Linked DNA regions of Sus scrofa: regions 1, 2, 3 and 5 are each linked to region 4. A link is a contact called in public Hi-C and HiChIP or PLAC-seq data. All regions are on one chromosome and are shown on one strand. Each heading gives the region's core, a stretch centred on a gene start, on an enhancer-like site or on the middle of the called end of the contact. The rest is flanking DNA. Distances are from core to core; before and after follow the strand shown. Region 1 overlaps TPD52 (tumor protein D52). Region 2 holds the start of TPD52 (tumor protein D52). Region 3 holds the start of ZNF704 (zinc finger protein 704). Region 4 holds the start of ZBTB10 (zinc finger and BTB domain-containing protein 10). Region 5 holds the start of MRPS28 (mitochondrial ribosomal protein S28).

Region 1 (6,076 bases), core at 3,065-5,564, 380 kb after region 4:
GAGTCTGGGCTCATGAGATTCAACATAAAATCATAAAAAAGCAAGCAAACAAACATTGATTAAGACTCCTGGACCCACTAGCACTCAGATTTATTTGACTGCATTAGTTTTTAAAAAGGAAGCGGACAGAGCAGTGAAACAGATAAGCACCATAAGCCATCATCTAGTAAGAACATGATGCTTCTAAAGTAAGCAAATAAGAGGAAGGGTCTGGAAGAGTAATCACCTCTCTCTGTGCCTAGAACCCCTTGGGGCACGAGAAACCTGCAAATCTGTTTGAATGTCCAGTGTTAAGCATAGATGGAATGAATACTGTCTTCTTTATTATTATTATTATTATTATTATTATTATTATTATTTTGTCATTCCTAGGGCCGCTCCCGTGGCATATGGAGATTCCCAGGCTAGGGGTTGAATCGGAGCTGTAGTCACCAGCCTACGCCAGAGCCACAGCAACGCGGGATCCGAGCCGCATCTGCAACCTACACCACAGCTCATGGCAACACTGGATCCTTAACCCACTGAGCAAGGCCAGAGATTGAACCCGAAACCTCATGGTTCCCAGTCGGATTTGTTAACCACTGCGCCACAATGGGAACTCCCTGTCTTCTGTGTGTTTGCAGCCTTTGTATTCCTAGATAGGAGCTCTTAGGATGGAAACATATATTATAAATCCAGGAGTTCCTGTCGTGGCGCAGCGGAACCAATCTGACTAGTATCCATGAGGATGTGGGTTTGATTACTAGCCTCGCTCAGTGGGTCGGGGATCCGGTGTTGCCGTGAGCTGTGATGTAGGTCAAAGATGTGGCTCGGATTCCAAGTTGCTGTGGCTCTGGTGTAGGCTGGCAGCAGTAGCTCCTATTTGACCCCTAGTCTGGGAACTTCCATATGTCTAGAGTGAGGCCCTAAAAAAAAGCAAAAAAAAAAAAAGTTTGTTCAGAAGCTGCCGACCACTACGTATTTTTCTAATCAGCAGACAAGTAATAGTGCACAGAAAGAACTGCTGTTAAAAGGAATCCTTCTCAGAAAGGCTGGAAACACTGATCTGAACACCATATTCTTTGATGTTTATCCAAAATACCATTGTGGGGCAACTGAGAAAGTAATGAGATCTAATCAGTGGGCAGAAGGTTCCTAAGAAGAAATCCCAGTGAAGGACCAGTTGCTGGCACAAAAAGAGATCTTTTATCAGGCACTTGAATACTCCCTTGGTACAAGCAGCCCACGTTGAAAAATGCCTTATTCGTCTTGATCTACAACCCTCATGGATATAAACGTCAATAGCTGAAGCAGAATTCTCCGAAACAAAACTTGTCCTTCCTGTGTGCAGCGCACTCTGATATTCTGTATCATTCCATTTCTTCTGTTAAAAATGCTCCTTTGGGGAGTTCCCATCGTGGTACAGGGGAAACGAATCCGACTAGGAACCATGAGGTTTCGGGTTCGATCCCTGGCCTCGCTCAGTGGGTTGAGGATCCAGCGTTGCTGTGAGCTGTGGTGTAGGTCACAGACGCAGGTTGGATCCTGCGTTGCTGTGGCTCTGGTGTAAGCCGGCAGCAACAGCTCCGATTCACCCCCCAGCCTGGGAACCTCCATTTGCCTCTGGTACGGCTCTAAAAAGGCAAAAGACAAAAAAAAAAAAAAAAAAAAAAAAAAAAAATGCTCCTTTGGATTTCACAGCCTATAAATTTGCAAAACACTGATTGCAGAATCTGGAAGACAGGCTCCATTAGGGGATGCCAGTTTTCTGTTCACTGCTTTTCCCCAGCACCTGGAATAGTGCTTGACAGCTATGGCTCAACAAATATGTGTTGGTTGAATGAATGAATGAATGAATGCACGAATGCATGAATGAAATGTAACTGAACTGGCAAAGACTAAATCACACTGCAGTTCGTTTTACAGATGTGAACACTGAGGCCAGGAGAGGTGTTGAGAAGTTCCCAAGTCCCAAAGCTTAGCCTAAGTTGGGGACTCACACTCACTCTCAGTTCTTAAGCCCTTTTTTTTTTTTTTTTTTTTTTTTTTTTTGCTTTTTAGAGTTGCACTTGCAGCATATGGAGGTTGCCAGGCTAGGGGTTGAATTGGAGCTATTGCCGCCAGCCTACAGCATCTCGGGATCCAAGCCACATCTTCGACCTCCACCGCAGCTCAGGCAACACCAGATCATTAACCTGATGAGAGAGGCCAGGGATCGAATCTGCATCCTCATGGATACTAGTCGAGTTCCTTAACCACAGAGCCATGAAGGAAACTCCCCATTTTGTGTTTTGATCACAGGAAATCTCCACCTTTTGGTATCAGATATCACAGAACAGGTTAATCATTCAAAGCTTACTCTTTCCTTTGGTCAAGGGTCTCACTGTGGGGTGGTTTGTTGATTCATCATGGGCCGCTTAGACCTGAATTGTCCATGTTGCCGTGTGGACAGCAGAGGGGTCTCCAGCCAGTGTCCATGGCTGCATTTTCTCTTCCGTTCCATGAACATCTACAAGGTAACTTCCCAAATGTTATTTATGTAGATTCACTCTTCCTCTTAAGACTTTTCTAATGTACAGAAAGATGCAGCCCTGGTTTGTTTATTTATTTATTTATTTATTTATTTGTCTTTTGTCTTTTTAGGTCCACACCCTCAGCATGTGGAGGTTCCCAGGCTAGGGGTCGAATCGGAGCTATAGCCACTGGCCTACACCACAGCTCACAGCAAGGCGGGATCTGAGCCGTACCTGCAACCTACACCTTAGCTCATGGCAATGCCGGATCCTTAACCTTGAGTGAAGCCAGGGATCGAACCTGCATCCTCCTGGATCCTGGTCAGGTTCGTTAACCACTGAGCCACAACAGAAACTCTAGCCCTGGTTTATTTAAAAAAAAAAAAAGCACTTTGGTTATTTCTAGTGTTTGAGAAAATAGGATCCATATAAAAATCTGACATTTTAGTTTTATGCTGTCCTATTTGAAATTCTAAAAACACTGAAAAATATCAAAGGGAAATCCCTTAGCTCAGAGTCCTTTTCCTTCTGTTTTATTCCTTTTCTTGATTTCTACTCTGTGTCATTCTCACTTCTTTTTTAGGGAAGTGGTTATCACTTCTTGAAAGTTTTTCATGATTGTCAAGATCTTACATAGTACATATATGGTTTACAAAATAAAAGTCGGAGCAGAATTGATGTAGAACCTTCTTATTGCTACAGAGGAAATTGAAGGATGGAATGAGTTCCCCTCTGGGGATCCCTAAGTTCCTCAGTGGTTGACCTTTCAGCACCTGCCCCTGTTTCATAGAGTGTCCTGGTTCCTAGTTTTACACTTGACTGGAGTTGAGGGGATGGCTGGCTTTGAAATAACTGACTAAAGATTCCCTCCTCTCTCTTTTTTAAAGGTGAAAGTGATTCAGGGGTCAGTGTAGGAGTCTCTGGAGGGAGCACATGAGGCATTTGAAAATTCTAAAGTCAGAGTTCTCACTGTGGGTCAGTGGTAACGAACCTGACTAGTATCCATGAGAATGCAAGTTCGATCCCTGGCCTCCACTTCTCCTGGTGGCATTGCTGGGGCTGTGGACAACAGCCTCAGCTCTGATTCAACCTCTAGCCTGGGAAATTCCATGTACTGTAGGTGCAACCCTAAAAAGACAAAAAAAAAAAAAAAAAGAAAGAAAGAAAATTCTTTTTAATTTTGTTTATTGCTTAGTGAATTTTATTACATTTATAGGTATACAACAATCATCACAAACAAATTTGAAGGTATTTCCATCCCAAACCCTCAGTGCATCCCCCATCCCCCAACCTGTTTTATTTGGAAACCATAAGTTTTTCAAAGTCTATGAGTCAGTATCTGTTCTGCAAAGAAGTTCATTGTGTCCTTCTTTCAGATTCCACATGTCAGTGATAGCATTTAATGTTGGTGTCTCATTATCTGACTGATTTCACTTAGCATGATAATTTCTAGGTCCATCCATGTTGCTGCAATTGCCGTTCTTTCTTTCCTTTTAATGGCTGAGTAATAATTCCATTGTGTATATGTACCACATCTTCTTGGTCCACTCCTCTGTCGATGGACATTTAGGTTGTTTCCATGTCTTGGCTATTGCAAATAGTGCTGCAATGAACATAGGAGCACATGTGTCTTTTTGAGTCATGGTTTTCTCTGGATAGATGCCCAGGAGTGGGATTGCTGGATCAAATGGTAGTTCTATTTTTAGTTAAGAAAGAAAATTCTAATGCTCTTCCTTAGCCATCTCTCTTCCTCCTCCACTCTTATGTGGGGAGGGTGACCTTCTTGGGCAGAAAGCTGACCGCTGCTCAGGGCCCCACTGCTTTCAGATCTGAGTCCCATTTGACTTGCAAGCTCTCTTTGTCCTTTTTCCATCCCTGCTGCCTGCCCCGCTCCCGGCCTGCAGGAATTTCCTCTTTAATGACCCGGTCACTGCCCAGTTCCTCTCCTAGGCTCCTGGCTCTTTCCCAATGGAGTGACTCTGGTTTCCTCAGCTTTCCTGTTCCTCGCCACCTCGACAGTGATGAGTTGCCTCCTTTTTCTCTCCTAAGGTTTGACTGTTCTCACCATGAGCAAGTAGGGGGAAGTGACAGATGAGACCAAGTTTCATGGCCCCATGCTCCCGAATCCCTTTGTAGATACAGACTGTTGCCTTTGGAATGGGTGGGCAATGAGATCCTGCTGTATAGCACTGGGAACTATGTCTAATCACTTCTGATGAATCTATACATGTATGTGTAACCGGGTCAAAACGCTGTACAGTAGAAAATTGACAGAACACTGTAAACACCAGCTATAATGAAATTAATTAATTTTTAAAAATAAAGATTAATTGGTGTCAAATAGCAGGTATCAGAGACCTCCTTGCGTTAAGTCGGGGGGACACTTTTGCTCCCCCCACCCCGGGTAGGCATCTGGCCACATCTGGAGAAGGTTTGAAGACAATTTTGGTGGTTATTTCTGAGTGTGGGGAGGGGCTGCTGCAGACCCTAACTGAGTGGATGCCTGGACCACCCCCAGGACGATGCCTAGGAGAGAGCCTCTCCCCCCAAGAAGGTCTGGCTCAAAATGTCCATCTTGTCACATCTGGGAAGCTTTGTCTTAAGTGGATCCTTTGCTTTTAGGGTCTCTTAAGGAGAGCCACTTTGATGTGGCCACCTCCAAGTATTCCTCCCCCTCTTCTGGATTTTGTCACATTTGGAAACAAAGAACAAGACCCAGAAAGCTGGAGCCCTGAGCAGAGACTTTGAAAGTGAAAAAAAAAAAAAAAAAAAAACCTTTATCTTGTGATCTTTGTGGATATGACCACTACAGATATTTTGAACTATATGTTGTACTGTTTTTGGTGTCCCTAGGTGAAAAAACAGAGGCACATACTTCTTGTATGTGCTTAAAGAAAAGGATCCTAGAGACACTAGTTTCTTATTCCTACTCTCATTGCCTCTTTGAAGACTACGTAAGAAAGGTGTATACAGTTTTGTTTTCCAGAGATGCTTCTAGGGCTTGATGATAATCTTACAAATTCTTTCTTGGGTAGATAGTGTTTTAACATTGACTTTAAGAGCTGGTATCCTAGACTGCTTTTCTGGCCACTTCTTTCCTCCTAACTGAATTTTCTTGGGTGTGGCTGATGTCTGTTCTTCCTGCTGTGGTGTCATTTGAGCCACACTATTCAACCCTCATGCGTTTGGCTGTGTACACACTCTCTATAAATGAAGACAGGTACCCCGCCCCAAGTCGTAGCAATCTTTTGGTAGATTATGTATGAGACAGAGTGGTATTTCTTTAGGAAAGTGACATTGGGGAGTTCCCATTGTGGCGCAGTGGAAATGAATCCGATTAGTATCCATGAGGATTCGGGTTTGATCCCTGGCCTCAGTGGTTCAGGGATCTGAGGTTGCCATGATCTGTGGTGTAGGTTGCAGATGCAGCTCAGATCCCGAGTTGCTGTGGCTGTGGCATAGGCCGGCTGCTGTAGCTCCGATTCGACCCCTAGCCTGGGAACTTCCATATGCTGCAGGTGTGGCTCTAAAAAGCAAAAACAAAACAAAGCAAAAGAAAAGTGACATTTTATGTCTGTTTCAAA
Region 2 (5,831 bases), core at 3,208-5,707, 300 kb after region 4:
AAAAAAAAAGTAAGTAGGAAGATGAAGAGAAAAGTAGGCTTTGAGGAAATATCATGTGCTGGGTTGTTTATAATATAAACTGTGCTTATTTGACCTTTGTAGGGACAATTAAGTTAATATTTGCCTAAGGCTGAGGGCAGAATGCACCCACCTATGCTGGTACGTGCCAGGAAGGGAATTTTAAAATGGCATGTTGTATCAGTTAGGATTTTTTTTGGCTCAATGTAACAGGAAGCCAACTAGAGTGGCAGGCGTTTATTTTCCTGCCATAGGCAGCAGCTCCATGATGACACTGAAGACCCAGGTTCTTTCTGCCTTTCTACTCTGCCAAACGTGGCTGTGGCTTTCTTTCTCATGCTTCCAAGATGACTGCTGCCCTTCTAGGCTGGAAGGGGAAAGCTGAAGAGCAAAATAATGTTGCCAAGTCTTTTTTTTAATTTGTTTAATTTTATTTTTATTTTTTAATTGTAATCAATTGTTATTTCCCCAATATATATATTTTTTTCTACTGTACAGCATGGTGATCCCGTTACACATACATGTATACATTCTTTTTTCTCACATTATCAGGCTCCATCATAAGTGACTAGACATAGTTCCCAGTGCTACACAGCAGGATCTCATTGCTAATCCATTCCAACAGCAATAGTTTGCATCTATTAACACCAAGCTCTCCAGTTCTTTTTTTTTTAAATTGACATAGAGTTGATTTAAAATATTTTGTTAGTTTCAGATATAGAGCAAAGTGATTCAGTTACATATGTATATATATTTCAGATTATTTTTCATTATAGGTTATTACAAGATATTGAATATAACTCCCTGCACTATACAGTAAATCCTTGTTGTTTATCTATTTTATTTTTGTATTTTTTATTTTTTTATTTTTTGCTTTTTAGGGGCATATGGAGGTTTCCAGGCTAGGGGTTGAATCAGAGCTACAGCTGCCGGCCTACACCACAGCCACAGCAATGTGGGATCCAAGCCACATGGGCAATGTACACCACAACTCACTGCAACGCCAGATCCTTAACCCACTGAGCAAGGCAGGGATCAAACCTGCATCCTCATGGATACTAGTCAGATTTGTTTCTGCTATGCCATGACAGGAACTCCTATCTATTTTATATATTGTAGTATATATCTGCTAATCCCATAGTCCTAATTTATCCCTCTCCATCTTCCTCTTTGGTAACTGTAAGTTTGTTTTCTATGTCTTTGAGTCTGTTTGTATTTTATAATTTTTAAAAATTTATTTATTTTTGCTTTGGGGGGCACACATGTTGCACATGGAAAGTTCCAGGCTAGGGGTCAAATCGGAGCTGCAGCTGCTGACCTACACCACAGCCACAGCAATGCTGTATCCAAGGCACATCTGCAACCTACACCACAGCTCTCAGCAATGCTGGATGATTAACCCACTGAGCAAGGCCAGTGATCGAACCCAAATCCTCATGGATACTAGTCAGGTTTGTTACTGCTGAGCCAGGACAGGAACTCAGAGTCTGTTTCTATTTTATAAATAAGTTTCTTTGTAGTTTTATTTATTTATTTATCTTTAATTTTATTTAATTTATTTATTTTTCATCTTTTATCTTTTTAGGGCCACATCCATGGTATGGGGAGTTTCCCAGGCTAGGGGTCCAACTAGAGCTACAGCTGATGGCCTGTGCCACAGCCACAGCAACATCAGACCCGAGCTACGCCTGCAACCCACACCACAGCTCATGGCAACACCAGATCCTTAACCCACCGAGTAAGGCCAGGGATCGAACCCACAACCTCATGTTTCCCAATCAGATTTGTTTCCCCTGTGCCATGATGGAAACTCCCATATATATTTTTTTTTTTTAGATTCCACATATAATGATATCATATGATATTTGTCTTTATCTGATTGACTTCACTTAGTATGATAATCTCTAGGTCTAGCAAAGTCTTTCTTTTCAAATAATCTCTTGGAAGTTCCAAATTTGGCTCATATTTCATTGGTGATTAATGTGTCAGAGAGGAACCCCCAGCTACCAGGGAGGCTTCAGTGGCCAGTGTTTTAGCTGGACACACTACTACCCCAAACAATATTTGGGTTCTTGCAGGAAGCAAAATGGGAAAGCTGGATATGGAGTAAGCTATTAACCATCTATGCCACAGATGTGAACAAGCATATAAATTCTTCAGAACACAAGGCATGTTTTTCTTCCAACATACAGAACAAATTCATCACTATCTAGAAAATTAAATAGAATTTAATACATAGTATTTTTAACCAATACTATTTTCAAGTGCTATTTATTTTTACTTTATTTTTGCTTTTTAGGGTCACATCCGTGGCAAATGGCGGTTCCCAGGCTAGGGGTCGAATCAGAGCTACAGCTGCTGGCCTACTCCCCAGCCATAGCAACATCAGATCAGAGCCACCTACACCACAGCTCACAGCAACACCAGATCCTCAACCCACTGAGCAAGGCCAGGGATCGAACCCTCAACCTCATGGTTCCTAGTCCGATTCATTTCTGCCGTGCCACAATGGGAACTCCACGAGTGCCATTTATTTATCCACAAGTTAGTCCATAGTTTGAGAGATTGTCTTTCCAGCTTTTATCTGAGCAGCAGCTAGTCAAAAACTCTTAACCACGTTATAGAATTTCCTGCCAATGCCAAAATTTACCTACTGTTACATTTAAAAGGCCATTTTTATTTATTTTTTATTTTTTAAAGGCCTTTTTTGAAAAAGCATATTATTGCACCTCTTTGTTACAAACACTAGGCTGTTGGTAGACAAAATATACTTTGTTTTAAAATTTCAACTTGGGATTTCCTGTTGTGACTCAGCAGGTTAAGAACCCAACACAGTGTCCATGAGGATTAGGGTTTGATCCCTGACCTCACTCAGTGGGTTAAAGATCCAGGGTTGCCGTGGTTCTGGTGTAGGCCAGCAGCTGCAGCTCCAATTCGCCTCCTGGCCTGGGAACTTTCATATAAAAAAAGTTTAAACCTGGAAGATAAACTTACAAGATTGAGTAAATGCATGGCATAGTTAAAACAGTGAAAAAAAAAAAAAAAGACCCGAAATGATTCTTAACCTAAATGATTCTTAACCTCCTTCTAACCTTATAAACTGCTAGGCTGTGAAACAGATAAACCCAGCAGGGCTGTGAAACAGATAGACCTATAGCTGTGGCAGGCTGGCCTGGGAGACGAGCGCTAGCAGTAAAGAAAGCAAGCCAAGCCAAGCGCAGCGGGAGAAGGAGAAATCAAAGAGGACTCAAAGGTCTCCTCTGGTTGAGGGAGACAGAACAAACCTTACCAGAAGACAAATATCAAGTGGAAAGAGCTGCATTTTACACACTGCAACGGATAGAAAACATGTAGTGGCTTCAGGTAACTTCAAAATATTAACACGAGTCTAGTGCGTGTGGAGTACTAGGCAAAGCTGCCCGCTGAAGGCCAAGCTAGAATCTCCACGTAGCACCAAAAAGAAGCTTGTCCTATTAGCGGATACAGATGGCTTAGGAAATTCGGGTATTACCTTCGAAGGAGTGACTTCACGAAGGACCAGTAACTGCAGAACACTTCGTAAGTAGAGTGTTTGTGTTAATAAGGAAAAGTTTTCTTACAGGAACTTCAAACTGTCCTTTGATCAATGGTCATGAAACCTTCAAATGTATTTTCAAATGGTCCCTGTTGATAATTCTACCCTTTGGTTAACAATTTATTTTTAACATTTCATTTGCTTCATTTCAAAACATTGTTCTTAATCCTGCAAACAGTCAGATTTTAGTGCATGAAAATCGACCTAATTTGTCACCGAAAACCCACACTCTCCGTGAAGGAGACAGGACTACATCGTTTGAGAGATTCTTTGCAATTTTCGCCTCTTTGCTTGCTTTGGACCAGTCTTGCAGATAGCTTAGGGTATGATTTTGGGAGTAGAAGAATTTGAACAATAGAAAGGAAGAAAGAGCCGCTGGCATTTCTAAATAACCTTCCTGTGTTTGCCACTAAAGTAGAGAAGAGCAGGTAATCGTGGAGGCAGAGAAAGGGCCATTTCAGTGCCCCCCAGGAAACTTCTGATGTGATAACTTGGCGGTGGACGCCCACGCCATCGGGGTCCCCAAGTGGTCCCCATGCAGCCTCTACGCTAATGCGGAGTCTTCGTCGTACCCCCCTCCCCGCCCCCATTCCCTCTTTCTTCTCCTTCTCCTCCCTCCTCCTCCTGCTGCTCCCAGGCGAGTTCCTGCCTGCTCTCAGCCGTCCGCCCTGCCCCGCCCGCCCTGCCCGGCTCGCCCGTCCTCCCGCGCCGACGCGGCGGAGCGCACCAGCCGGCGGGGTCAGGTGGTTGGGTGACGCCCGGGGAAAGCGCTCCCCGACCGCGCGCGGGCGGCGCCACCGCGCCCGACGCCTCTGGGGGAGGAGACTTCCCGGGAGCTGCCAGCGGAGGCCAGGAGGAGCGCGGCGCCGTGGGCGGGCGGGCGGACGAGCCGATCCGGGACGGGCTGCCGGCAGGCGGGAGACATGGACCGCGGCGAGCAAGGTGAGGGAGCCTCCAGACTGGGCGCGGGGTCCGGGTGCGGGTCGGGGTAGGGGCCGCGCGGGGCGGTGCGCGGCCTGGCGCCCAGGCAGGTGCAGAGCCTTCGCTGCCCGCGCCGCAAGTTACATCTCCAGGATCCAGATCCGGCGTCCTGGTGCGGCCGAGCTGCAGGGAGCGGAGAGGGCGGATGGGGCCGCGAGGGTGTGCGAGTGTGTTGGAGCGAGACAGCAGAAAGAAAAAGAAAGAGAAGGTTCTGGGAGGCGGCGAAGGGCTGGCGCCGGGCTCACCGAGCCGGGGCTGCAGATTGAGATGCGCTTTGGTAGAAAGCAGCGCCGGGGAGTACTGTTTAGCCAGCTCCGTAAGCGGTGGAAACTGAGGGTCTGAGGACAGCGGGTCTTTTCGCTCATCAAGATGGGAACATGAAATCCTCCCCACCTCGCGTGTCAAGACTCTTCTGCCCTCTTCTACTAACGTGTTTAGGATTTTCGGTGGCGTTTGAGCCCGTTGCGATGGTTCTGGATGCAAACATTTAACATGTGGAGTGGTGTCTCTCGGTTTATTTGGAGGCTGGGAGATTTTCATAGGAAAAGTTCTCTTTTACCCATCAAGGTGAACCCCCACCCAACACAAAACCCTTAGTCTGATTACTCTAGCTTTGGATGCACTTGTTTCTGAAAATAGTATCTCAAGTGAAATTGCCTCCTGTAGACTCATTAAGAGAGATCTGGCAGTAGTCGGGCAACGTTTTCAGATTTAAATTATTGCTACATCATAGAGATCTTTGCTGATAATAACCCAGCAACTGCACACAGATTCGTGGCATGCTTTTAAAGAGATATATAAAGGCTAAAATGAAGATAACACTATAATGGTAAATTTTAGAAAGTGGGGTTAGGAATTATTCCTATTTTGAGTCCTGTCACAACCATTTTCATTTAAAAAATGGTTTTACCCTCCAGTATTTACTTTCATGCATGTGAGTTTTTATTTAGATAAAACCGTATGCCATATATACTATTTTGTATTTTACTTTTGATAAGTTGTAAGATAGAATCTTCAGGGTCCTTCCAACCCTTCCTTTCTCCCCACCCTCAAGTTAATCTCACGCCTAACCTATGAATGCTTATATTATAAACATTTTATACAGTATGTAATATATAGTATATATGTAATGCATTATATATGTGTATATATGTGTGTGGGTGTGTGCGCATATTGTCTAGACTTTATACTTCCTGAGGTTAGAAGCATAATACTTCATCTTTGTCTACATTGGGTAACCTGGTGATTTCCACATGGT
Region 3 (6,113 bases), core at 360-2,859, 440 kb before region 4:
TGGAAAGGAAGGGGTGCATTCAAGATGCAGTTCAGAGAGAACAGTGGAGTGGACTTGTGGGGAACTACCTCTAGGAATAAGCTAGAGAAGAGAGTTAACATGATACTGCTATTTTGGGCCCTAATGATTATAATGAGAGTGTCATTAGCCGGATGGGTATATCAGGAAGCTAATCTGATTCAGGGAGAAAAGAAAGTTCATTTTAGAATCTCTGTCACCATCCCAGTGGAAATGTTCAACAGTTGGAAGCCACCCTGAGTGAACATTTAATGAGCTGCCTTCAAGTGTAAGCGTGATGTTAAATCTCCCACAGTCATTACCGTGAGAGGGAGCTGAGGGTGGGGACATCGTTTACACTAGTCTCCTGGAGGCACCTGCCAGAGTATTTGATGAGTGAGATCCTCCTCAGCCCTCACCTACAGAGGTGGAACTTGGCTTGTGATTTCAGTACAAAGAACACCGCTTACGATACAAGCTGTTTGCTTATGTGGCATTAATTACTGTTTGCTAACCCCAAACAATAGCAAATGACTTCTCTTCCTCACACCTAAAAATCCTTAGAAACGGACAATGTCCTTAGTTCTGTGTCCAGCTGGTTATGCGCTTGGTTTCCATACTTGATCATACTTCACATTAATTTTTAAAATAACAACCTCAAGTAATTACTGAGCCGCCCCCTCCCCATCCTGTTTGATTTCTCCAAGGGCCAGTAATCTACACGTTGACTGGTGAGAGCCCACGGCCTTCTTGGAATTTAGTTGTTACAAGCAGGCACTCAAGGTAAAAATGCAGAACGAGAAGCTGCAAGACTTTGCACAGTGCCAAGAGAGCCCAACAGGCAGGGCCTAGAATGGTGTGTTCAAAGCAGGCAATGTCATGAAACAGAACCTCAAACAACCACATGAGTCTGATGATTCATGTTAGGAGCTGACCCCAAATCTCGAGTTGGTACACCGTTGCCGATGTCACATAAGCTCAAGAGTAAATCGCCTTGCCAGGTAGACCATTAAACGACTTGCGGCAAATCTCTCCCTTCAAAGTCAGACTTTGACCAACAACCTTACTTCCCGCGAAGTCGATCCTCCTCCCTCGGAAAGGAATAAGCAGCCACGCGTTAAGCGTGCCCCCCCCCCACGCCCCCCTCCCCGGCTGGGCTGAAGGCTTGGAAACACCCGATTTTCGGAGGCTTTGGGTAGGGGAAATAAATCCAGTCCGGGTTTTGTCTGCACGGGGGGACCGGAGGGCTGCGAGGAATGGCTCGCGAAGAGGGGGGCGGTGGTGGAAAATACACAACACAAACAGCTCGCGCCTGGAGACGGCAGCTGTAGGCCCGGAGCGCGCGGGCCCGGCCGCCGGCCGCATGGAGCGCAGCGCGGCCCGTGGCTCCGGGGCGGCGGCGGCGGCGGCGGCGGCGGCGGAGGCGGCAGCGCGCCGCTCGCTCACACCCACCCCCGCCCGCGGCCGCCGCGCCGCCCCGCCGTAGCCGCCGGCCGCCGGCGTCCCCGCAGGCCGGTCCAGCGAAGGCGGCGCCCGCGTCTCTGCAGCCAGTGGCAGCTGGCGGCCCGGGGAGGCGGCACCCGCAGCCCCCCGCAGCTCCCCGCAGCCCCGCGCCCCGGGCGCCTGCGACCATAGCGGCCGCCCGGGCAGGAAGAGGAGGAGGAGGAGGAGGGGGGAGGTGACAAACTCTCCGGCTCCGCGCGGCGGCGGCCGGCAGCCCGCGGTCAGGCATGCAGGCGCGGCGTCTAGCCAAGCGCTCCAGCCTGGGCAGCCGCCGGGGGAGCGCCGCGCTGCAGCCGCCCGGCCCCGCGTCCGCGCCGGCCCGGGAAGGCGCGCTGCCTGGGCTCCCGCCCCCCGCCCCGGCCCCGGCCCCGGCGCCGGCCCCGGAGAGCTGGAGGCCGCCGCTACCAACGCCGCGCAGCGCCGGGACCGGCCCCCCTCGGGCCGCCGGGGCCGCCGCCGCCTCGTCTCCGGTGCTGCTGCTGCTAGGGGAGGAAGACGAGGACGAGGAAGGCGGGAGCAGGCGGCGGAGGGGGCTCGGGCGGGTGCAGGCAAAGCCCCGAGGGGGAGCGGAGGAGGAGGATGACGACGAGGAAGACGAGGACGAGGAGGTGGTCGTCGAGGTGGTGGACGGCGAAGACGACGACGAGGACGCCGAGGAACGCTTCGTGGCCCTCGGCCCCGGTCGCGCGCTTCCCAAGGGCCCGGCCCGGGGCACATTGAAGGTGCGTGCCGGGTCCGGGGGCGCGCGCGGGACCCACTGGCGCGGGGAGGGCAGGGGCCGGGGGCCCCGGCGCGGTGCGGGCTGAGGCCGGGACCGGCGACCGCAGAGGCCGGGCCCGGAGGGGTGTGTCCGGCGGCGCAGGCGGCCGCGCGGGGCAGAACGAGGGGACTGATGAGCTCACCGCTCGGGCCCCAGCACCTTTCCCGGCGGCCGCTCCCCCTTTCCTCCTGGGCAGGGGCGGCTGCGCTGTCCGGTGTGAGTGCGGGTAAAGGACGCTTCTCCCCGGTGAGGCGGGGAACTTGGAGTTGGGACCAGGTAGGCGCAGGTCTGCGCCGGGACCTGCGGCGGGTGAGGACAGGCGAGGTAGGAGGCAGTGAGAGGGGGTATTCTTCCCTGAGGAAGCCCGAGTGTCCACCTCCTCGTATTCTGAGGGCTAGTCAAGCTCATAGAAACTAGCAAACAGCTTCTCTTGTCAATCTCTCAACCCCGTCTGCATCCAAGAACAATTGTCGGTGAGTTTCCATCACAAGCGCCTGTAAGGGAACCGGTAAACCCAGTACAGCAAAAAGCAAGCCCTGGGTTTGTATCTGCATTTTGTTGGCAGGTTTTGGCAGTACCCGCTACCCCACCACCGCGCGTTTAAACTCGACATTGTTTAGCATTTGGGTTTTTTTCCCCTCTCTTCGACATTGCAGATGAGAGAAAAAGAGGAAATCAGAGAAAGTGTGTGTGTGTGGAAATTGGCATTTAAAATGGATGTGAGTTTCTGTTGAGAATTCTAGAGAAGTCCCTTGTGCACTGAAGCACCGAGAGATCTTTCCGTTTGTGTATCTTCAGGAGATAAGGGGTTTATTATTACACAACTGACTGGCTGGGCTTTCAGGCATGTGATTGGACAAAGCCAACCACGTTGAGGTTCATGCACAGTGTATGTTGCTAAGAAGTTTTGAGGGCAGCAAGTGGTAAGCTATGGAGTGAGCGATTTTTCTGAAGAGTGGTGCCTAAAATCAACAGAATAACTACTAGTTGTTGTATATCAGAAAGAAAAACATAAACAAATGAAGTCAATAGATATAGACTATAAAAAATTGTCAGGGGCTTGCAGAAAAAAAAGTCAGCTCCTCAAAGCATGAAATTGCAGTTGCAAAGAAATGTTAAACATCAGCATTTAGAATAGCCCCAGAGTAGACATGGCACAAATTTCTTTCCTAGACCACCCTGGAAGTACCAGCTCTGGGAGTGAGAAATTTCCAGCCAGTAGTCACTTGGGATGATAGTTTTTGACAGTTGCTTGTTGGAATCCAGACCATGAACACACTCATTACCATGGTCGAATAAAAAGCCTGCATTGTGTCACTGCAGGATATAGCTGGGTTTGGAATTAAGTCACATGGCATTGGTGACATTAAGTAACAAGAGTAGTGACTCCTTAGTATTTTTGTCCAGAAATGCTGAAAAGATGCCTTGTGATTTGAACAGCGGTTGCACAAATTGTGATAAAAAATTAATTATAATTTATGCTCTGTGATCAAAGCAAACCCAATGTAGGAAAAAAAAAAAAAACCACAACCCAAATCTATAAAAACAAAAGAACTAGGGTGTGATAATTCACGCTATCAAAAAAGATTTTTCATATCTCCAAACAAATTGCCCTTAAATTCTTTCAAAATGGGCTTCATTTTATAATGTTTTGCCCATAACTTTTTAGGAATTTATATATTGGGTCATTTGAGGTATAATTTTTACAATCTTTTACTGCTTTAAAACATTCTTGACACTGCATCTAAAGAGGCTTTCTCATGAATAAAACAGGATCATTTTTATTCTTTAATATTTTTTTTGGCCTTGCCCGCAGCATGTGAAGGTGCCCAGGCCAGGGATTGAACCTGTGCCACAGCAGCGACCCAAATGGCTGCAGTGACAATGCTGAGTCCTTAACCTGCTGAGCTACACAGGAACTCCCAGATTCATTTTATTCTAATGCATATGAGCATGTCAATATCTTATGCATATTTATGCATTCATATATTCAAATATTTATTGAGCACCTAGCATGTGCCAGGTACTAGTCTAGAACACAGCAATAAGCACCTTCCAGATGCCTACATCTAGTACGAGGAGCCAGAACAAGTCAGTCAAACAAGCAAATAAATAAGCACGGCACTGGAGATTTCTATGCATGGGATGAGGGAAATCATGGAATCTCAGGGTCTAGGAGGAGAAGGAGAAAGTTAGTAGGGGGAGGGGGACATTTGTTTGTTTCTCTCTCTCTCTCCTTTTTTTTTTTTTTTTTTTTTTTTGCTTTTTAGGGTCACACCCACAGCATATGGAAGTTCCCAGGCTAGGGGTCCAGTGGGTGCTACAGCTGCCAACCTATGCTACACCTACAGCAGTGTGGGTTCTGAGCCTCCTCTGCACCTACACCACAGCTCATGGCAACTTCAGATCCTTGACCCAAAGGATCAAGTGAGGCTAGGGATCAAACCTGCATCCTCATGGATACTAGTTGGATTCGTTTCCACTGCGCCACAAAGGGAACTCCCAAGGAGGGGGAGTGAGGCTAGGGATCAAACCCACATCCTCATGGATACTAGTTGGATTCGTTTCCACTTGCACCACAAAGGGAACTCCCAAGGAGGGGACATTTGTTCTAAGATCAGAGACAGGCAGCTTGGGAAGATCTTTCCAGGCAGAGGGAATAACTATTGCAGATGGCTTGAGGTGGGAAAGAGAAAAGAGTGCGTGTGGCTAGAACTAGATATATGTCAGGGAGGCAGATAAAGGCCAGCAACATGGTCCCTTTTTTTGCTTTTTTTAGGGCCACATCCTCAACATATGGAGGATCCCAGGCTAGGGGTCGAATGTCAGAGCTACAGCTGCCTACCTGTGCCACAGCCACAGCAACGTGGAATCCAAGCCACATCTGCGACCTGCACCAAAGTTCATGGCAATGCCAGTTCCCTGACTCACTGAGCAAGGACAGGGATCAAACCCACATCCTCATGGATAGTAGTCAGATTAGTTTCTGCTATACCAGGAAGGGAACTCCCCACCTCCCCCCCCCCCCCCCCGTTTTTTGGACTGTGCCTGTGGCATGTGGAAGTTCCTGGGCTGGGCTAGGGATTGAACCCACACTGCAGCAGTGACCCAAGGAACTGCAGTGACAATGCTGGATCCATATCCCGCTGTGCCACAAGAGAACTCCCTGGTGGGCCTCCCACCACCCCTCTTTCAGCCACATGGGCAGCGTATGGAAGTTACTGGGCCAAGTATCAAATCCAAGCCAGAGCTGTGACCTATGCCACAGCTACATGGGACCAGGAATTGAACCAGCAACACCACAGAGACAAGTGGGATCATTAACCCACTGTGCCAGAGAGGGAACTCCCTTGGTGGGCCTTTTTAAAGTAGAATATGAAATCCTTGAAAAGTTTTAAGCAGTGAAGACATGCAAAGTGGTTGTTTTTGTTTTCTTTCGCAGTGCCCAGAACATTCAGAAGTTCCTGGGCCAGGGATCAGACCCGAGCCACAGCCATGACAATGCTGGATCCTTTAACCACTAGGTCACCAGGGAACTCCTGCTTTGTATTTTTAATAAAGTTGTATTGTGTAGAGGATAGAGGACAGCAGGGAGAAGCAGGAGGGTCAGTTAGGTGGTGATTGCTGCAGTCCCTGTGAGAGCTGAGGGCAGTTTGGACTAAGAGTGGAGTTAGGAGAGGACAAATTCAGGATCCATTGTGAAGATCTACCTATGATAACTTGCTGATGGATTAGGTGTGTGTGTGTGGGGTGGGATGGGGGCTGGTGACAGAAGAAAGAATTCCGGGATAAGGCCCCGATGTAAAGGTTGGCTAGATGTGTCATTTGCTGAGATTGGGAAAACTGGGAAAAT
Region 4 (6,202 bases), core at 3,541-6,040:
GGTTATTTAATAGGCTCTAGGCTCCATGCTCATTTGTAATATCTATATCTATTTTTTCTTCCTAGTAAAAGGTTTTTCAGACCTTCTTCCAAAACCATTTTTAAAAACTTTATTTCTGACAAATGCAAAGAAGCCTGGTCTCACCTTTGCTTTAGCTGCTCACCAGTTAGTAATTTCAATCAGATTACTGATCTAAATTAGTATTTACTTTCTGGAAAGGCTCAATTTACAACATTAACACATGAGTGCATCTTTGAGGCTTAGTAAACTGGAAAGAGTTGACAGAATGTGTGATTTAGGCTATGAAAATTTCATAACTCGGCAGAAAGTGATCTAAATCATGATACAGAGGTAATAGCTATTATTAAGGCAACTTTCACGTCCTCTGGGCCAAATGGTCAAATCCTTTATAAGATAATCATTGAACCTGACTCTAAAGATACAGTCAGTTGCTACTCAAAAACTACAGAAACTATATTTTGTCCCTTATATTCTTATATTCATTCTTAAAAATACAGGGATTTTTCTGAAATAGAAGCCTCTGAAACAGATTCTGAAAGCATATTTATAGTCTCTCCCATCAGCAATCCTTAAAATCTAACATTTGACAGAAGAATATCAAACTTCTTAAGAATGTGCCTCAATCCTCCAGGCATCACCATAGAATTAATGGAAAATAATTTTTTCTCTTACAAAAAGTAGAGGAAAGAAAAAGCAAAGTAACCAACCTTAACTGACATACTAAGATTTGGCCCAACTCCTCTCAAAAAAAACAGGCCTCTTTAAAAAAATTTTTTTCTTTTTAGGGCTGCACCTGAGCCATATGAAGTTCCCAGGCTAGGGGGTCTAATCAGAGCTGCAGTTGCTAGCCTATGCCACAGCCACACCAGATCCAAGCTGCATCTATGACCTACCTGGCAACTTGCAGCAATGCTGTATCCTTAACTACTGAGTGAGGCCAAGGATGGAATAGGTATCCTCATGGATACTAGTCGGTTTCTTAACCCACTGAGCTAAACTCCTAAAAAAATTTTTTTTTTAAAGGATGGGGACATAAATGGAGTGAACTATCTCCCAGTCTCAAACTCTTATCTCAGAACTTGAGATAGACAGAATAAAGCTGACCTGAGATATTCTTTATGAAAGTGAGAAAAATTCCATGTATGATGAGAAAGTCTCAGAATGTTTAAACTGAATGGCCAAGACCTCTAATAGTATGAAGAGAACAGTTTGCTCTCTAGAATCAAGTGCAGACTGCATGAAATAAAGTAGCTTCCAAACTGACAAAATTGGTTAATGTTGAGACATGAGGTACCAGGCCACCAAAAACAATGTTGTAACAGTTATCATTTATTAATTGATTATGTGCTGGGGCATATACTTTGCATACATGAGTAAACTAAAGGCTAACTCATAAGCTTGTCAAGAAAGAGGACTGGGACCCAGATCTCCCTACTTAAGCTCAAGAATGCTCTTACAGACTGTCTTATACTGCCTCCTACAGGTAATCAAAGGCTACAGGGCAATGGAAAAAAATGATTAACTGCTTACTGGAAGAAATAAGTCAATTCTTAAACCTGTCATTCCTGAATTAACAAGACAAAGAGATTCTGTAGGTGGTACCTGGGGTCAATCACAAGATAACATCCCAAACTAAAGGTGGTTAGAATGAAAACAAAGAAATGATTAGGATCAATTCTGAATGGAAACATGCAAAAGTCAATCAAGGGAATCAATCAAATAGCCTTAGACAAATATGGTTACTAAACTGTTATTTTCGTCTAATGAACGAATGTCCTAAGAGAAAGGTGGTCTGCAGATTATATCTGTAAAAAGAGAATTTCAAGGAGGCAAAGGGTAAGGGAGGCATAATTCAGGGATCAAGTTTAGAAAAGGTTTTACCTAGGAATGAATCCCCTAATCCAGACACATGCCTAAGGGAGGATACACCATACTAAGTCCATCATAAAGTTATACAACTAATTCCCCCTCCTCTGATTTCAGGTTCACTAAGCAGCTAATTACAATTTGCACTCCCATTAGATTTGCCTACAGGGAGACACTATGCAGGAGAAGAGTAACTGGTCCACTGAATATTAGGAAAATTCACTCTGTCTAAATTTTTTTTTATACACAACTTACATTATTTAGAAAAGTACACTTCCATTTTCACAAGCCCTCTAACCTCTGTCATTATTACTAAAATAACTTCAAGGATTCATAAACTTTTAAAGCCTCTAGACTCCTCTTCTGTAAAATGGGAACAAAATAATTACTTGTCAGTGTAAGGGACATCTGTGTTTGTCAAAGGAAAGTCTGGCACTTCGATGCCCAAGCTCACAAAGCTAGTAATTGCAGAACGCTGAGATCTGAACCTAGATTTACTCAAACCCCTTTTTCCCCCATTGCAACATTCCTTATAGACTCTAGTCTCATTTATCACCACGAACTGTTAAGACTGGGGACAATTTACTTAACCTTTCTGTGCCTTGTATCTTTAAGTGACCTTCCTTCTAGGGCTTAGGCAACTAAAACTTGTGCAAAAACTGTTGCTACTGCCTCCTGAGAAAAATAACCTTACGTTTTAAAGTTAAAGCCTCAACTTCTGAGAAACTTCTGTGCTACTAATTAACTCCAGTATAAATGTTCTGAATAGCAAAACCACTCCAATAAACACAAAAAGGGACTAGTATCTGAAAGGTGACTTTGTAAAACCCAAGATTGGGTAGCAATACAAAAGAATGAATCCCATCCACCACCACAGGTTGTCTCAAGTCTTAGAAGAACAGATCAACATCTGTTTGGCTTGAAAGGGGATTATCAAAATGTTAAGACTTATACTAGAAATATTAAAACAAGAGCTAAAAAGAGCTGAAGTATAGCTTACTTGTTCTATAACTAAGAGCACATGATTTCAAGGAGTTTGGTAAATATATTCTCTACCAAATCAACTACTTGGCACAAATAACTTTAAACATTTCTAGTACGCTAAGTAAACTACATTTATAAGAAACGTTTTAGAAGGAAGGATTATAGAAAATATCAGCACAGAAATCTAAGAAAACAAGTAAAAACTACCATAAGCATGCCTTTGCTAAAAAAAGTTCAACAAGAAGTTTAATGGAGATGAAATTAGTAAAATTATTCACAAAAAAGGAGTCTTAGCTGAATAGCTTCCTCTGCATTCACAGACTGCTCTCATATTTCATATTACCCTGACATATAAAGAATTTTCTCGGTTGGATGTTCTCCTAAAAGGGGTAGCGTCAGAGGTTAAGGATATTGTTTAATTCATCCTTCAAAGAGTTACCACATTTGACTTCCACCAGCACTCTGAAAGACTGCGAACATGAAGCAGCTTTTCTAAAATCACAGCTAATAACATTTTGACCACAAAGTCAACCTTACAGGGTTAAAACCATCAACCTCGCTTTATTAAACTTTCCTTTTGATTCAATCTGATGGGCAAAGGAATCTGAGTCTTAAAAAAAGTTACAACAAATTCAGCGCTGCGATTAGAAAAAAATTGTCATCCCCTCCCCCTCCCTCCCCCATAACTTTCGAAAACTTGTTCCCAGGCTTTCAAAACCCCCACCCGTAAGATTCCTACACCTCTCTCCCAACAGGAAAGACGCCTTCACTCAGGAAAGCGGTTTCGAGGTTTTTGGTTTTTTTTAGTTGATAACCCCCCCCATACCACCCCAAACTGAAAAAGTAGCAGCAGTGTATACCGTACCTGGGCGTTGGCTTCGTGGAGTTTGTGCTCGGTAGAGACGTGGTGCCTCAGAAGGAGGGTTTTCTTGTAGTTGCGGGTCCCTCGCGAAAGCTCGTCGTGCCCCATTTGAGGCAGGTCCCCGCTCGCCCCGTCCTCGGGGGTCTTTTGGCACCAGCCGCAAGACATAAGGCCAGTATCCTTGGAATAGCGCAGCCAGGGAAAATCTTTGAGCCAGGCGGTCTGGAAGGAGCACTGGAGCTTCTGCATTAGAGACTTGGGCCGCGCGAGCGGGAAGTGCTGGACCGTCTCTCCTTCGCCAGCTCCCACACCGCTGCCCTCCGCTTCGTCCCCGCCATCGCCGCCCGACCGCCTGCTGCTGCTGCAGCTGCCGCCTTCCGCCCCGCTGCCGTCGCCCAGGCTCGCCCCCTCCTCTTCGTCCTCGGTGCTGTCGCTCAGGGACGCGCCGTCCGGCATCAACTCTTTCCCCTCCAGCGCGTCCAGCTCCAGCTCCACGGCCGCCGGCCCTCGCCCATTGAAATGCCTCAGGGGCCACGCCGAGGTCTCGGGGCGGCCGCGGCTACTGCCATTGTTGCCGAGCCCCCCGCCGCCGCCGCCGCCGCGGAAGGCCAGAGTCCGACGGTTCCTTTCCGCTAGCAGGGGGCCCCCCGCGCCGCCGCCGCCCAGCGAAGTGGGGCCGCCCGCGTCTTGGGGGAGCAGCAACTCCTTGGTCTCCTCGGAGGCGGCGGCGGCCGCCCCAGCGGAGGCCTCCAGGTCTTGGGGCTCCAGGCCCTCCAATTCCACTTCCTCGTCGGCCCCCCGCCCATTGAGCTGCTGCGGCGCTGGCGGCTGGGGCTGTCTGGGCTGGGGCTGCTGGGGCCAAGCCGAGGCCTCCCCGCCAACGTTATTGTTCACGGAGCCGCCGCCGCCGCCACCGCTGGCGGTGACCAACCCGCCTCCTCGGAACGCCAGCGTCCTGCGGTTCATTTCACTGAACGACATGGCGCGCGCCGCCGCCGCCGCCCGGTGCCCCGGCTCGCGCCCGGCCTCGGGCCGCGTCCCGCGCGCTCCCCGCCGCTCCCCCTCCGCTTCGCCCCCGCCCCCACCCCGGGCGTTCCGGTCTCGCGGGGCTCGGCCTCGCCCTCCCGCCCGGCCGCCCGGCTCGCGCTCGTTCCCGGGGCTGCCTCACGCGTCCGTCGCCGCCGCCGGCCGCCGGGCCGCCGCCTCCAGCCGCCTCCTCGTCCTCCACCCCCGCCCCGCTGCGCTCCAGGCAGCGTCCCGCGCGGAGAAGGGGGCGGGCGGCGGAGAGGTGAGCAGCGAGCCCGGGCGCGTGGGGCCTTCGAAGTTGAGAGGCGGAGTGCGGGGAGACCCTCCGCTGCCCCCTCTTTAAAGCCGCGCGCACACACCGACCCTGCAAACAGATATCCTTCCTCCGGCGCGCCGAGGAGTCCCGACGCCGCCGCCGCCGCCGGCTTCCGAGGCGGTGAGGGCGACAGGCACGTTAAACTGCCGGGCTCCGCCACATAACGAACCGACAATAAAGCCGGCGGAGCGTTTCCGTCCGACCAGGCCCTGGCGGAGGTCGAATGGCAAATGAACAACGGACCGTGCGCCCACAATGCACCGGGGTAGCAGTAACCGCTGGAGGGGGAAAGGGTGGGGGCCGGGCTGGGGGAGGGGGGCTGGGCTTGGGGCTGGGCTGGGGTGGGGTGGGGGCGCCAGGGGACCGGGAAAGGGGCCGGGCCGCGCCTCCGGCCTGGGGGCGGGGGTGCGGCCGCGGGGAAGGAAGTCGGCCGAGGGGCGGGGGACAAAAGGCCGGGCGGCGGGCTGGGGGTCTCGGGGAGGGGGCGGGCGTGTGCGGCCGGGGCCGGGCTCCGCGGAGGACAAACAGCTGGCGAGTGTCAGGGTCTGGCCGCCTCCCCGCTGCCCGCACGCACCTACCCGCGCCCAGGAGGCACATTTTCCTTCTCTCGCCACGAGTTCACCTGGGACTTTGGAAATAAACTGTGCGGTGGGAGCCGCGCTCCAGCCGTGTCATTTGCTGGGGGTGGGCGGCGGTGCCCGAGGAAGTGAACTTATTTTGTTCCTTCACAAAGACTGGACCAGGCGGTGCCTTTCACGCGAGGAGATTGCAACCACGGACACCTCCTTGTCTGGTGCATTGTGTGCGCGAGGCAGCACCTCAGGCCCAGGGCAATAATCATTTCACAGAAAATGCACCGCCCCGAGTGTCTTATTGCTGTGATGAAATGGAAATTTAAATAAAAGGTCGAACACGTGCGTTCAGTGGGAAGTATTGACATGGGTGTTACATCACCGGCAGCCAATCAGATAACCCCAGTCGTGTTTATACTTCTACAACCACCTTGTGAGTATTACAGTATGTCATAACGTTATAAATATTAGGCAGGGTTTTCCCCAGGAGTGGGGAGGAGTCTGCTTATACTGACGCCGTGTGCGACTCCGAAGAAGAACGTGTGTATGACAGGA
Region 5 (5,466 bases), core at 518-3,017, 430 kb after region 4:
CTGGGGTATTAGTAATCTTGTTTGTTCTGTAGGTGCTGATTTAGTTAAGTGTGCAAAGCACTTCTTTATAACTTCAGATAGGGTTTAATAGCTTTGTTTTATGTGAGGAAACCAGCAACATTAAATTGGCTTGCTTATCATCAGTATTGGAGTTAGGACTAGAACTATGCATTCTTAGTTGGCCAATGCTCTTTACAACTGACGTGTGTGTGTGTGTGTGTGTGTGTGTGTGTGTGTGTGTGTGTGTGTCTGTCTTTTTAGGGCCACACTCATGGCACATGGAAGTTCCTTGGCTAGGGGTCAAAGCAGAGCTGTAGCTGCCCACCAACACAGAATCTGAGCTGTGTCTGTGACCTACACCACAGCTCACGACAATGCTGGATCCTTAACCCACTGAGCGAGGCCAGGGACTGAAGCCAAGTCTTCATGGATGCTAGTCGGGTTTTTCACCGCTGAGCCACAATAGGAACTTGGACCACACTTTTTCCTGAAGGGAAATAGAGTAGCAGCAGCCATAGAAAATAATGCAAAAATATCTCAGACAAGACGTCATTAATGGTCAGGGGCAATAAATGGTTTATGTACCAAAAGGGAGAACTCACCTGGAGTAGAATTTAAGTCCCCTACGGAATTTGAGAATTACCCTACCTGTGGCTAGTAAGAAGTCACATGTCATTCATACACTTAAGCGCCATTTCAAGGTTAATGCACTTCCAGTGTTGTCTCTACTGTCTATGCAGTTGATGAAAACATCAAATAGGTTTAAAATCCATAGTCAAAGGCATTTAAAAATAAAGACTATGGCCACACATAAAAACGCCTTCCATCAAAGGATTTGCAAATGAGCTGGAAAAGTGCCTGCTGCCTACCCCCAAATAAATAAATGCTCGTTAATAGATAACTGCTGGGTAGAAGATGGATGGACAGCTTAATTCATAAACATTTCAAGTATGGCGTTAGGCTCGGTTTGGAAGAGGGTGGGCAAATTCTGGCAATCAACGTTGTGAGAGAAAAAGGGAGAAAATCATGTGAGGGTGGGGCCCCTAGTGGTACATATTTAGGCATTACGAAACTCAATTCCCTAGAAGGGATTATAGCTAAACCAAAAACATCTAGTATTTTTGTGACGTTGGTGGACTGACTGCAGAGTAGGCCACGAAAGACAATCTTGGATCCAGGCTTTCACAAATGGTTGAGCCCTACTATGTACCCGCGATAGGGGATCCAGCAGCAAAATACTTGCCCTCGTGATTTACAAATTGAGAAGGCAGACTCTAAACAAAATCACTATAAGTAAATGACATGGCATATTAAGAAGCGCTAAATGGTATAGAGAAAATCGCAGGAGCCCAATACTGTCTGGAGTTCCAATTTGAAATAAGATAACCAAGGAGAATGGCGCATTTAAGCAAAGACCAGGAGAGCGGTGGGGAAACAAGCCTTGGGGCCACCTGGGCATAGGCGCAGGCGGCGGGGCCAGCTGGTGTCACATGACCAGAATTTACAGCAGTATTGTAAAAGGAACCTATAGGAAGGCGAAATTACTGCGAGCCAAAAAGCTTCTCATGCAAAATTTAGCGGGTCGCTGCCGGTAAGGAACCTCTAACTACCAGACTTGGTTTAAGAGCCTCTCATATCACACCACCCCGGTGCACAGACTAGGCTACGCCCACAAGCCCAGAGTCCTCTGCAAGTAGGTGGACCTCTTGTTGCTCCGCCCCGTGACCTGCGCGCCTGCGGAGAAGCCAAAGGTCAGGGGTTGTAGAGCCGTCATGGCGGCGCTGTGTAGGACCCGTGCTGTGACCGCAAAGAGTCATTTTCTGCGAGTGTTTTTCTTCTCTCGGCCCTGTAGAGGCACAGGCACTGAAAGTGGCTCCGGAAGCGAAAGTTCTGAGTCCACGGAGCCTAAACAGCGCCCAGGCGGCTTCGCGAGCGCTTTGGAGCGGCACTCCGAGTTGCAGCAGAAGGCGGAGTTCGGGCGGATGAGAGTGAGTCGCGGGAGTTACGCTAGAGACGCGGCGGCGGGCGGGGCCGGAGGGTAGGGCGGAGCCCGGCATCTGGGATGGAGGCGTAGCCCGCCGTTTGGGTCCCTCCGGGAGCCAGGACCGAGCTCGGCGTAGGGGGTGTGGCGCTGGGGTCAGGGCGGAGCACGACGTAAGTGGGTGGGATTGAGAGGCTGGGGCAGGTCCAGCGTGGGGAGTGGAGCAAGGGGTGGCGGTGTGTTCTACTTGTTTTAGCCGCAGTGTGGTTGGAACAGAGCGCGTGGTGATTCTCCTCCGTTTGTAGTACTTTTGTACGGTATCTGTATGCTAGGCCTCCGCTGTTCACACTCCTTTGCACTTGTCCTCCTGAGCCGAGTGCTGGAAAGAAATCAGCAGCGAGCGCTGCCAAAGCGGCGTCTAGGGCGACTCTGGGGACCTGGAGTAGAGTTGGACTCTCACCGGTAGAGGCAGGGCTCTCTGCAGGTGGTGGTGTTCTACACAGTAGCTACAGCATGGAGCTAGTGTCTGGCGTGCCAGGATCTTCATTTATATTTCTTAATTCAGTGGATAGGCGAATGGGAAAATTACCGCTCCGAACTTGCGCAAGTAATTTAACTTGTCAGCGCTTCAGTTTCTTTTTCTGTAAATGATCTTAAAAAATCCATCTGTTGGGCAATAATTTTGTAAAATACGATAGAGTTACTAGATAAATGAAAGGGAAGAAGTACACATAAATACTATTCAGATTTTTTGAGTCAGCAGACATGGAATTGGATGTCTGGCATTATAATTTAATATTTATATAATTTAATATAAAAATAAACTCAGTTTCTGTGCTTATCTCCTTGGGAACCAGTACCAAACAGTTCACAGTTGGATAGTGTCCTGAATTATAGAAAACTTCCTGGCATCTAGCACAGTGCTTGACTTTTAGTGGGCACTGCATACGTGTTTGCCAAGTGGGTGAATGAATGAATAGTACACATAGTGTACATGTGAACTTATGTTGTGCCTGGGCTGTCTTTGAATTGCTGTCTTTGTGCGACTGCTTACAAACAGTTGTACAAGTGAGGGTAGTACAGGCTTGAGCATGTAAGTTAAATGCGCTAGTCCAGAATGGTAACTGAGCAAAGACAATTGTTAAGCGTAATAATAGAACTGAAAGTTTTATTTTAGTGTTTATTGGAAGTTTTCAGTGCTTTCCTATTATATTTATGGTAAGAAATGTGAGCAGTTGTTAGGCACTGAATAAAAATTCACCTTTGTGAAAAATCTTTTGAAGTTTCTTGATCTATTTAATTGAAGAGTATCCTGATAATACAAGATGAATAAAGTTCGTCTTTATTGTGTGATCAGGACTTTTGAAAAAAAACTGATGCAAAGTATGAAAGTAGTATTTCCTTATTTTAAAAAGAGAATTTAAATATCATTGAAGGTTATTATGTGAAATATGAAAGACCTTTTTCACTTTCTCAAACCTGGAAGGTGTATTTTTTTTAAAATGCCTACTGCTGGAGATTTTATATATGTATATATGAATATAAGCTAACTATATATATATATATGTACTTAAAATCATACAAGTTATTGGTACTCTTTGTTTGTTTTGTCTTTTTAGGGCCACACCCATGGCATATTGAAGTTCCCAAACCAGAGGTCGAATCCAAGCTGTAGCTGCCAACCACGTTCTGAGATGTACACTGTTCTGAGATATCCGCCAGGGGTTGGTTCCAGGATCCTCTACAATAAATACCTGGATGCTCAAGTTTCTTATAAAAATGATACAGTTAGCTCCCTGCAGCTTCCACGTCTGTGAATACAGAGGGCTCACTCTACCTCACTGAAAAAATACTTGTTCAGTATTCCATGGTGTGGACATAGGGTAATTTATTTAACCACACCTTCGCTAACAAGCTTCTAGGTTGTTTCTGTTTTTTTGTTTTTTTGTTTTTTTTCCCCTTAACATAGACAGAGCTACAGTGAGCATTTACATTTTTTTTTCGTGTTTATGGGATATATACTGGGTTAAAATGTACACACGATTTGAGTTGGTAGATACGGATTGTTTATACCACACTCCCACTCACATTGCATGACACTGCCTGTTTCCTCACCCACTTATGCATGTGGGGTATTAATAAGTGGATTTTCTGATACTGGACAGTAGAAAAAATACGGAAATTGGGAACTGGCTTTGTTATCCCTCACCTCCGATACCAGTTGATAATTTTTATTAAAATAACTGCATGCTCACATTTTAAATTTAATATTAAGTAAATGCTATTAATTTGAACTCAAAAAATGCACTTATACCAATAAAATAGTACACTTTATATATATATATTGGTTTCTGCTTTAAAAACTGTTTTTGAAAGATAGTTTACTCTTTCTTAAACAAAGCATTCTTTCTTTTTCTTTTTCTTTTTTTTTCTGTTGGCCATGCCTCTGGCATGTTCCCTAGGTCAGAAATCAAACCCAAGCCACAACAGTGCCAGTGCCAGATCTTTAATCTGCTGTGCCACAGGGGAACTCTACAGCATTATTTCTTTACCTTTGTTCTTTCCCCTAGAATTAGCTTCCCTGCCTGCAAATTCTATTATAAAAATCACCTCTTCTTTTAAGCCTTTGTTATCTCGCCAAGCAGATGAATTGGAATAGGATGTACACAGTTTGATGTCTGAATAACTGTAAGTGAGAAATAACATCTCACATGTTATCAGGTCTAAAAATAAGTATATGGAGTTCCCATTGCAGCTCATAGACTTAAGGACCTGATGTTGTCTCTGTGAGGATGTGGGTTGGACCCCTGGCCTCACTCAGTGGGTTAAGGATCCAATGTTGCTGAAAGCTGTGATGTAGATTGCAGATGTGGTTTGGATCTGGTGTTACCGTGTCTGTGGTGTAAGTCATAGCTGCAGCTCCGATTCAAATCCCGGCCTAGGACTTCCATATGCCACAGTAAATGGAATGTGGCAGTAAAAAAAAAATAAAAATAAGTATATATAGGAATGAAAGCTGACATCATGCTCATTGGTTTAATTCTTCTTTTGGGAGAGGCATTTCTCTTTGATTATTTTTTTAAATTGAAGTATAGTTGATTTATAATGTGTTTGTTTTAAGTGTATAGCAAAGAGATTCCATATACATATCTATCTATCTACCTATCTATATGTTCGTTCGTTCTTTCTTTCTTTCTTTCTTTCTTTCTTTCTTTCTTTCTTTCTTTCTTTCTTTCTTTCTTTCTTTCTTTTGTCTTTTTGCCTTTTTCTTGAGCCGCTCATTCGGCATATAGAGGTTCCCAGGCTAGGGGTTGAATTGGAGGTGTAGCCAGAGCCACAGCAATGCGGGATCCGAACTGCATCTGTGACCCACACCACAGCTCACCAGCTCATGGCAATGCCAGATCCTTAACCCACTGAGCAAGGCCAGGGATCCAACCCGCAACCTCATGGTTCCTATTTGGATTCGTTAACCACTGCGCCAC

Evidence for each region. A called contact is a pair of places that touch in the nucleus more often than the background predicts. HiChIP or PLAC-seq counts read pairs in DNA pulled down with a chosen protein or histone mark.
Region 1: a contact with region 4 is called in a Hi-C map of embryonic fibroblasts, with 2.4 times the contacts expected there. The contact joins the enhancer-like site here to the promoter of ZBTB10 in region 4. A contact is called at or near these places in 1 of 5 promoter capture datasets (liver) and 3 of 47 Hi-C or Micro-C datasets (embryonic fibroblasts and mesenteric adipose tissue).
Region 2: a contact with region 4 is called in a Hi-C map of liver, with 6 times the contacts expected there. The contact joins the promoter of TPD52 here to the promoter of ZBTB10 in region 4. A contact is called at or near these places in 2 of 47 Hi-C or Micro-C datasets (embryonic fibroblasts and liver).
Region 3: a contact with region 4 is called in an H3K27ac HiChIP or PLAC-seq map of skeletal muscle. The contact joins the promoter of ZNF704 here to the promoter of ZBTB10 in region 4. A contact is called at or near these places in 2 of 47 Hi-C or Micro-C datasets (embryonic fibroblasts and epiblast stem cells) and 1 of 2 datasets of contacts at active chromatin or transcription factors (skeletal muscle).
Region 5: an H3K27ac HiChIP or PLAC-seq map of alveolar macrophages shows a contact between it and region 4. The contact joins the promoter of MRPS28 here to the promoter of ZBTB10 in region 4. A contact is called at or near these places in 1 of 5 promoter capture datasets (liver), 1 of 47 Hi-C or Micro-C datasets (embryonic fibroblasts) and 1 of 2 datasets of contacts at active chromatin or transcription factors (alveolar macrophages).

What each region holds. Positions count from the first base shown.
Region 1 is chr4:56,551,712-56,557,787 of Sscrofa11.1, forward strand. All of the region lies in intron 1 of TPD52 (tumor protein D52), which reads left to right. Among named protein-coding and RNA genes, the nearest start is that of MRPS28, 53 kb to the right of the region's middle. Within about 2 kb of position 4,315, at least 17 of the 83 cell types and tissues checked have an H3K27ac peak or open chromatin away from gene starts, as enhancers often do. A contact at or near this core is called in embryonic fibroblasts, where this site is marked.
Region 2 is chr4:56,468,656-56,474,486 of Sscrofa11.1, forward strand. It overlaps TPD52 (tumor protein D52), which reads left to right and starts at 4,458. Exons shown (of 6, transcript NM_001244387.1): 1 at 4,458-4,534. The coding sequence starts at 4,516.
Region 3 is chr4:55,737,422-55,743,534 of Sscrofa11.1, forward strand. ZNF704 (zinc finger protein 704) reads left to right here and starts at 1,610. Exons shown (of 9, transcript XM_021089176.1): 1 at 1,610-2,222. The coding sequence starts at 1,728.
Region 4 is chr4:56,169,547-56,175,748 of Sscrofa11.1, forward strand. ZBTB10 (zinc finger and BTB domain-containing protein 10) reads right to left here and starts at 4,791. Exons shown (of 6, transcript XM_005663005.3): 1 at 3,737-4,791. The coding sequence starts at 4,714. LOC110260268 (a long non-coding RNA gene) reads left to right here and starts at 5,489. Exons shown (of 2, transcript XR_002343237.1): 1 at 5,489-6,080.
Region 5 is chr4:56,605,975-56,611,440 of Sscrofa11.1, forward strand. MRPS28 (mitochondrial ribosomal protein S28) reads left to right here and starts at 1,768. Exons shown (of 3, transcript NM_001185168.1): 1 at 1,768-1,988. The coding sequence starts at 1,773.